Linked DNA regions of Lactuca sativa: region 1 is linked to region 2. Evidence: chromatin contacts called from public Hi-C data. All regions are on one chromosome and are shown on one strand. The core of a region is the stretch at or near the end of the contact, and the rest is flanking DNA. Distances in the headings are between cores, read along the strand shown.

Region 1 (4,675 bases), core at 812-3,311, 260 kb before region 2:
ACAAGACAAGTTACAAAACCGAACAGATTGTAATTACAAAATCAAAAATCGAACAGATCGTGAGTAATTACAAAATCAAAACTGATGTTATCAGTTTTTTCTTATATTCATTGTCTTATCAGTTTAATTTTATGTGTTTCAAATTTTGTTGTGTTAGATAATCGTTGGTAAAGTTTGAAAACACATGTTTGTAATTTGAAATTTTGTAATATTTTAATGAAAGAAAAATCTTGGAAACGAGGGGATCCTCATTTCCCATTGGGGATGATGATAGGGTTGATTTTTTCCCCTTGTTAGGTTAGGATAGACATCGGTAATTTGTTACCGTTAGCATGTGGGGAAGATGTAAGGAGTTTAGTTTTATTCTATTTTTGTTAAAAGGTTCAAATATTAATATATTAACAAAACTAGTTGTGAAACCTGTATAATTATACGGGTTAATTAAAACATAATGTTAAATAGAAGCGATTAAATGAGAAGTTTATTTGAATTTAAAATATGAAAGAAGTGAAAATTATGAAAAAAAAAAACATACAAAAAATAAATTAATTAAAATTATGTGTTTAATTGTTAGACCCGTGTACTAAACGAGTTATTATAATAAAATGTTAAATACAAAGGTTTAAAGTGTAAATTTATTTGAAATTGAAATTGAAATTTCAAATTTCAAATTTGAAATTAATAGTTATTATAGTAGGTGTAATTTATGGAAACTAAATTAATGATATAGTGGAAATGAATAATGAAGTAATTGACAAGTGGGAAATAAATATATTTCAAAATTATGACAAAATGACATGTGACAAATTAAATGAGAGAATGACAAGTGACAATAACATTTTCATTTATTAGGGTAGAAAGTTAAAGTATTAGTATATTGATAAATTAACAATATCTGAAATTAAATTTAATAAAAGTAAGTCATTTTTTGGTATATGGGCAAAAAAAAAAACTACACTACTTGTTAGACCTATTACCAATCTGTTTAGACATAGTTGATTAGCTAAATATGAGGGTATATTGAAATGTTACTTGTTTTTTCAATTTTATGTTCAGAAGCCAAAAAAATGTAGTCCGGAATATGAAATCTTAAATCGGAATACAAATAACTACAATAGTCCGAAATGACATTGGATATTTAAAACGGAAACCATAGAATGCTCTTTCAAGTCTTAGATACCTTGAAGAGATAGTTTTATGGTGCCAGAAGCCAAAAAAAATGTAGTTTGAAATATGAAACTCTAACCAAAAATATAAATAATAAGTTTGGAATGACACTGATTTTTCGAAGCGAAAACCATAAAATGCTCTTTTTAGCCTTATATAACTTTGCAAACTAGTTTTAGGGTCTTAACATGTATATGTTTATTCCCTTGTATTTAGCTAACCTTTCAATATCTTCAAAATGAGTTGTTTAATTCTTAAATACAACAAGCTGTTCGGAACATGATGAACAAGAAGCGATGAACAATAAATAGTCAGAATGTTGTACTCCAAAATGTTGTCGAAGATTACTGTTTTATTAAAGAAAAATAAAAGATTAAACTAAATTTTATTTCAACATGATTAAATGTACGACAATTCTTTTGAACATGTCTCGCAAACATAATTTTGGTGCAATTATTATTAGTAAGTTACAACAACGACTAACATGCGAGAATCTAACCAACAATTATGCTTTGACGGGTGGTTGGATATTCAAGCCGGCATAGAAGAAAGACCCTTTGTTTATGCATTATGTGTACATATAACCAAATACATTACAATTTGCAAATTATAAACCTTAAATTATAACAAAATATAATACATTCGGAAACATTCCCTAAAATAATAAAATGAAAGATATAAATAAATACATAAAGGTATGACAATTATTTCAAGTATAATAGGGACTAAACCAGGAACATACCAAACCATAAGGATGGTCAAATTTAAAAAAAAAATTAGGTACTAAACATGTACATTAACCGAAACTACAAGGACTATTAGTATAATTTACTGAACATATTATTATTATAATTTATAGATATAGATATTCTCATATTTGAAAACAGCAGGTACCGGTATTGAGGCAGATGGTGAGGATCTCAATTCTCAAACGGTTTCGGGATGATGACAGCTTTCTGCGCCCGCCAAATCCAAAGAAGAATTTGTTCCCTAGCACTCAAAACCCCCCTCGTAATCACAGCCCCAAATCCGATCCCAACGTCAATGGATTCCGTTTCTCGTCCTTTTCCCCATCAGCCGGCCTATCCATCATCAACCCATTGTCTTTTCCTTCGATTCTTCTATCCAATACTAACTTCACCCAAGCTAGTGTGTTCCCATTTTGCCAATCATCATCATTATCCTTGTCTTCTCACAATCTTGCTTTTACACGCCACCTTATGTTCATAGCATTGTTGTTTGTTCAGCAGCGGCATCAATGATGCCTTGAGAAGTCAGTGTTTAGTGCTCTTCACGTACTCGGTACTCCAAAAAAATCCCACGTATGGGTTGCGTTCAGGGAAAGCCCTCACCAACTTATAATCGCCAACAGTCTCGTGGTGGTGGCGGCGGCGGCCTCCATAAGTTGAAAGCTGATAATGGGTATGTTACAGGCGGAATTGGGGGAAAACCCAATGCTGCACAGAAACCGTTTGTTGAAATGCCTGTGAAGCAGAATAGTGTAAAGAAGAACAATAATCAAGTTGATGATGGTAATACGAGGAAGGAAGGAGGAGGTCAGAATGATATGAAGATTAATCAAGAAGGAATTGGGAATGTTTCTCAGAGAATTGTTGTTGGTAAGAAGATTGGTTCAGACGATTTAATTGATGGATGGCCTAAATGGCTTGTTGATAATATTCCAAGAGAAGTTTTGGCTAATCTGGCATCTAAAACCGCTGATTCTTATGATAAGCTTGCTAAGGTAAGTACATAATCTTGACTAAATCGTTTCAAATATGTATTCTTTTCATGATTCATGTTCATTATCAAAATATTTCTTTGTGTTGTGATTGTAGATAGGCCATGGAACATATAGCAATGTCTATAAAGCTCGAGATAGGGACACAGGAAAGATTGTTGCTTTAAAGAAAGTTCGTTTTGACACATCAGAGCCAGAAAGTGTGAAGTTTATGGCAAGAGAAATTATCATTTTACAGAAACTAGATCATCCAAATATTATCAAACTTGAAGGTCTTGCAACATCTAGAATGCAATATAGTCTTTATCTAGTCTTTGAGTACATGCTATCAGACTTAACCAGAGTTATTTCTCGTCCAGAAGGAAGGTTAACAGAACCACAGGTCAACTTTTAACACTTTCATCCTATTAAAACATTGTAATTTGAAAAATCTATCCATTTATAGCAAAGTTATACATATACAAAACAATTTTCATTGCTATAATTGGATTTATTTTTCAAACTAGTTGTGAGACCCGTGTTGATTAAAAAAGGTTAAGAGATAATGCACTAACAGGGGAACATAGTCACTTATGTTTATTTTTGTACATATTTAGTCATTTATGTTTTTTTTGTACATGCTTAGTCACTTATGTTTTATATTTTGTACACATATGACCATTAACCGTGATTGTCAGATGTGTACCAAATAAAAAAACATAAGTGACTAAATATGTACAAAAAACATAAATGACTAAATGTATACAAAAATAAACATAAGTGACTAAATATGTACACACTCTAAACTATGTTACCCTTTTAGTGCATTATCCCAAAGGTTAAATATGAAGGTGTAAACATTAAGCATGTTTAAAGTGAAATTTTGAAATAAATACGATAGAAATGATGAATACGTAAGTACTTTAATCTATAACAAAAAAAAACTATTGACATATTTTAAAGAATTGTCCTGAATCACAAATTTTTGAAGACTTTTTTGAATTTACAAGGAAAGTGAGTCAATTATTGAATTTATAAGGAAAGTGAGTCAATTACTGAATTTTAGAAATTAAAAGACATCTCACCACATGTCATCTTGTGGTTATTTTCAACTAGTTGTGAAACCCGTATATTATACGGGTTGATTAAAACAAAATGTTAAATAGAAATGATTAAATAAGAAGTTTATTTGAATTTGAAATTTGAAATAAATAAAAATTATGAGAAAAAAAACATGCAAAAAATAAATAAATTAAAATTATTGTTTAGTTATCAGACCTGTATATACTAAACAGGTTAATTATAACAAAATGTTAAACACAAAGGTTTTAACTGTAAATTTATTTGAAATTAAAATTGAAATTTAAAATTTAAAATTTGAAATTAATATCATTATGGTAGGTTTAATATATGGAAACTAATTAATAATATATTAGAAATGGAAAATGAAATAAATGACAAGTGGAAAATAAATATATCTCTAAATTATGACAAAATGACATGTGGCAAATTGAATGAGAGAAAGACATGTGGCAAAATCATTCTTATTTATTAGGGTAGATTAAAATTTTTCCACATGGCATTTTTTGGGTTTATTGCCTTTTCTTATTTCCTTTGTTTATTGTTTATGTAAAAGTGAATAAATTATTGAATTTATAAGGAAATTGAGTCAATTACTGGATTTTTGAAATTAAAAGACATGTATCACATAAACAATAAACAAAGGAAATAATAAAAGGCAATAAACCCATAGAATGCATGTGGAAAAAATCTAATTGAAAATAACTA
Region 2 (4,753 bases), core at 1,860-4,359:
TCTTGTCTTAGAGTCTAGCCTTACAATCATACATTGTCATATTTATCATTCGTTTTATTTCAATGGCATATTCAATAGAGACAACATAATTAATCTTTTTTCCTATGCACAACTTTAACTACTTTTTAGTACACAAAAATGTAATAACTGCAAGACAACTTCTATGGTCTGCATGATTTGAAGTCGGTAAAATATTGCCAGGAATTGCCCATCCAAAAGTATTTGTAACATCCCAGAAATTTAGAAATAAAGTTGAAGGGCTAAAAGTGTAAATAAGAAGGTCGACTCGGCGAGTCGATGGATAGACTCGACGAGTCGAGTCGCGTTGCGGGTCACATGTTAAGTGACCAACTCGGCGAGTCGCATGGGTGGACTCGGCGAGTTGGTGCTGTATGGAGAAAACCCTAATCCCAGGGGTTGAGCCCTATATAAAGAACATAATACCCTCTCCCCAGCCTCTTTACCCTCCCTTGAGTTCCAGAAGCCCTTATAGACGTGTGAGAAGAGCCTTGGGAGCATTTTGGAGGTTGGATAAGTGATTTAAGAAGAAATCTTCAAGACTAAGGAGCTTGGATCAAGGAGGCTTGAGGAGATTTGGTTTACTCTTCAGTTGGAGGTTGTTTTGAGGTAAGGATTCGTCATTTTGGCTTTATTCCTTCTAGATCCACATTTTTGGAGCTTTAGGGTTTGTTTGGAAGAATTCATGTTGAGATCTTGATGCATGAGTTAGATCTGGAGTTGAAACTCCAGATCTGAGTTCCATATGGATTCTATGTGAAGAAAGCCCTTTGATTAGCCATGCAAGAGCCAGCCTTAATGAGTTAAGTTCCATTTTAACTTGGTTTTTGATGAATGGGTCATGGAAGCATGTAAAGGTAGCAGCTTTATATTGCTAATGAACCATAGGGACCCAGATCAAGTGTTTGGAGTAAGGGAGTGGCTCTGTGACTCGAGATTATGGAACTTCACGTTGGACTCGGCGAGTCGGGCTAGAGATTTGGCATGAGTCGCGTCATAGGTTTGATTGGATGCGTATTGTTATATGATTGTATGTTTATGTGCACATGGTTGTTGGACTGGGGTTGGGTTGAGGCGGGTCCTGCTTTGTGCTGTAGGCCAACATACCCAGGGTGGACCGGTTATCCCGAAGGCCCAGCAAGCGGTCCGGATAGGCTGTAGGCCCCACGAGGGCGGACCAGAAGTGCCGAGGCTCGGAGAGTGGACCAGACCGACTGAAGGCCCGGTGCGGGCGGACCAGTCATACTGTAGACTCAGAGAGTGGACCAGGTGGGTTGAAGGCCCGGTGCGGGTGGACCAACCACACTGCAGACTCGATGGATATGGCTAGACTCGGAGGGTGGACCAGGTGGACTGAAGGCCCGGTGCGACGGACCAGTCACACAGTAGACCCGAAGTGCATGGCTGTTCTGTTCGGTTATGATATGTTATGCGTGGTATATGTGGTTGGTATTTTGGGGGTATCTCACTAAGCTTTCAGGCTTACAGTTGTGGTTTAATGTTTTTCAGGTACTTTAGGAGACCGTGGCAAGGCGAATGTGTGATCGTACCGCTCCTTATGTTTATGTTTTATGATATGGTTCTGGGAAGACTCTGATAATAATTATATTGAAAACCTTTTTGTAATGACTTAACGAAACTGGATTGTTTTTGAAAAGTTTAAATTTGCTTGAATTTTTAGAGCGTTACAGTATTTAAGGGTGATAAAGCATGTTGCTTTTGGATTACAGTACCATCGTTAGTGGTACTTGGATGAGAAAGTAAAGTGTTATAAAAGTGAAGAACCACAACAACATATGGAGATGTAGGGAAAAACTGATGAATGGTTCTAGGCTTATCACTAGAAAAGGGTTAGTCTTAAATTATACTGAATGTAATCATCATGAAGCATATTTGTGGACAATTATGGTTAAAATTTACTGTCTTAAACGATTTTTGGTATAAACTTAAAATTGAAACATTATTGGTACAAATAAATGGGTATAATTAAGCATTTTCGCCATGGGCAAGAAAAACTGATGGACCGAGCGTGATTGTACTATAATTAGTGATTTTGCAAATTATACATACATAAATTTCCACTAAAAACGCATCTCTAATTGTGTAACAATAGTATTGGTTGCTATTACTAAACATAGATAAAATGAAAAACATACGTATAAAAACTTTACATGTAAAAAACAGTATATATGCATTACTAATGTCAACTTATAGATATTTTTTATAGCAATAGAAAATTTTATAAACATAAAAGCCAGAAAACTGGTAAATAAAACATTTAGATATCAAATTGATTGAACACAAAGTTGTATAATCAATGCTTTAATGAATCTTAGTTAATTGAGGTTTTATGAAGATGGAGGATAAAGACAATTAATTGAAAGGGGAGCATGGAATCTCAATAAAAGTAAGATAGCGATTGTGGGTGGATCTATCCTTGGTCACACGTACACGGAAACCTAGAGCGACAAACTCACTGCCTTTTTATTTATTTTATCATTCCATTTTGCCAATGCCTTTATACTTTCTTCAGTTGTACTCTATGTTTTTGGACTTGTACCTTCCTTTTTAACTTTTCATGTTATATATTATACGAATTTTGTGTGTTTGAGAGGTGTACTCTCCTCTAGATTTGGTATTTGTGGATTTCCAAATACTGCTTTTGAGGGAGAAAATCCTAATTTTTTTATGTTATATTCGTAAATTTTGTAGAATGCAATGTACAGGTTAATTTTGTATAATAAATTTGTACTTTGTGAAATGAGCTTTGTACTTTTTTATTATTTAATTTAGCACTCTTGAGAAAATGAAAGGGAACACAACAAATTCCAGTTGTACGATGTTTTACTGAAGTTGCACACTTGCATTTTTCGTGCATTTGTATTCTTGTGTCTGGAAATCTTACTTTGAGGAAGATTACAGCACAATAAACCTCAAATTATTTTAATATAAACTCCTTTTTCAATGCAATGATGCTTCCATGACTTGTATGTTATGCTGTTGATGTTGTACTTACAGGGTTTTCCTTCTCACATCATCGATCTCCATACAAAACTGAAGATGGGTCACATGGCATGTGAGCACCAACTGTGTCCACGCCCTTCCCTCCTCCTAAATTTATTCTTGTGTTTGACTATTCTTCTCTCTCTCTCTCTCTCTCTCTCTCTCTCTCTCTCTCTAAAACCCAATCCTATTTTCTCTCTCTAAAGCTATTGGTGCTTTGTGCAAATTGAAATAATGGAAGTTGATCACTTATACTGTTAATCTTCTGATAATCAAGAACACCCAACATGTAACAAACTGCAACCTGAAGATGATGCAAGTTTATAGCTTTAACAGATTTAGTTTTGTTTTTATCTTGTTTCTCTCTCTAGTTTGTGTTCATGGTGACGTTGATGAATCTCACCAGCTCTTATCGTTCAAATCTTTGCTTAAAAAGCCAAATCTTTTGACGAATTGGCTGTCTGGAAACCACCCGTGCAATTTCAGTGGCGTTTCGTGCAAAGACTCGAGAGTTTCGTCTATAGATCTTAGTGGGACTGATTTGAGCTCCGATTTCCGTTTAGTTTCTTCGAATTTGATGACACTTCCAAATCTTGAAACCTTGGTTCTTAAGAACTGTAATCTTACTGGTTCTTTGGTTTGGAGTTCGAGATCTCAGTGTAGTCGAGATCTCGTCGCCATGGATTTGGCTGAAAATGGTGTTTCAGGCTCGTTTTCCGAGGCTACCTTGTTGACGGCGTGCCCGAAGCTCAGCTCTCTGAACTTGTCAAGAAACTCGATCGATTTCAATGGCGAGTTGAAACCGATTGGGCTTTCTATTCAGGTTATTGATCTTTCTTACAATCGGATTTCATGGGGGAAACCAAATGTTGTCCAGTGGATCCTATCAAATGGGTGTGGGGAGCTTCGACATTTGTCAATAAAAGGAAACAAAGTCGCCGGAGAGTTGCCGGAGTTCGATTGCCCCAACTTAGAGTACTTAGATCTGTCTGCAAACAATTTCTCATCTGGGTTTCTTTCATTTCGTGATTGCTCGAGTTTACAGTATCTAGATTTATCATCCAACAAGTTTTCCGGTGACATATCTGGTTCTTTATCGTCTTGCAAGCGTCTCAGCTTCCTTAATCTCACTCAGAACCAGTTCGCCGGCGAGATACCATCTTTTCCGGTGGACGGGAGCCTCCAGTTTCTGTATCTCGCCACCAATCATTTCCAAGGTAGGGTTCCTCCACACCTCCTCAATCTATGCCCAATGCTCGTTGAACTGAATGTTTCCGGTAACAACCTTTCCGGCGCCGTTCCCGACGGCTTAAAATCATGTTCTTCGCTTCAACTACTTGATTTCTCCCGAAATAATTTCTCCGGTGAGCTACCCATTGAAACCGTTTTGGAAATTAGTAACTTGAAGACACTGGTGTTATCTTTCAATCATTTCATCGGTTTCTTGCCGGAATCTTTCTCAAAAATGACCAATTTGGAGACTTTAGATTTGAGTTCCAACAAAATCTCCGGCGGAATCCCTTCTGGATTATGTCAAGGTACAACTACAAGTTTAAAGGAGTTGTACCTTCAAAACAATTGGTTCACGAGTCCAATACCTTCAACTCTCAGCAACTGTTCTCAACTGGTTTCTCTTGACCTGAGCTTCAATTATCTCACCGGAGAAATCCCTTCAAGTTTCAGGTATTTATCAAAGCTTCAAGATTTGATTATCTGGTTCAACGAATTGGAA

Evidence for each region. A called contact is a pair of places that touch in the nucleus more often than the background predicts.
Region 1: a Hi-C map of leaf shows a contact between it and region 2, with 7 times the contacts expected there. The contact joins the promoter of LOC111882482 here to the promoter of LOC111882481 in region 2. A contact is called at or near these places in 2 of 4 Hi-C or Micro-C datasets (both in leaf).

What each region holds. Positions count from the first base shown.
Region 1 is chr4:290,934,960-290,939,634 of Lsat_Salinas_v11, reverse strand. LOC111882482 (probable serine/threonine-protein kinase At1g54610) reads left to right here and starts at 2,061. Exons shown (of 7, transcript XM_023878849.3): 1 at 2,061-2,911; 2 at 3,006-3,290. The coding sequence starts at 2,492.
Region 2 is chr4:290,674,333-290,679,085 of Lsat_Salinas_v11, reverse strand. It overlaps LOC111882481 (systemin receptor SR160), which reads left to right and starts at 3,109. Exons shown (of 1, transcript XM_023878847.3): 1 at 3,109-4,753. The coding sequence starts at 3,332.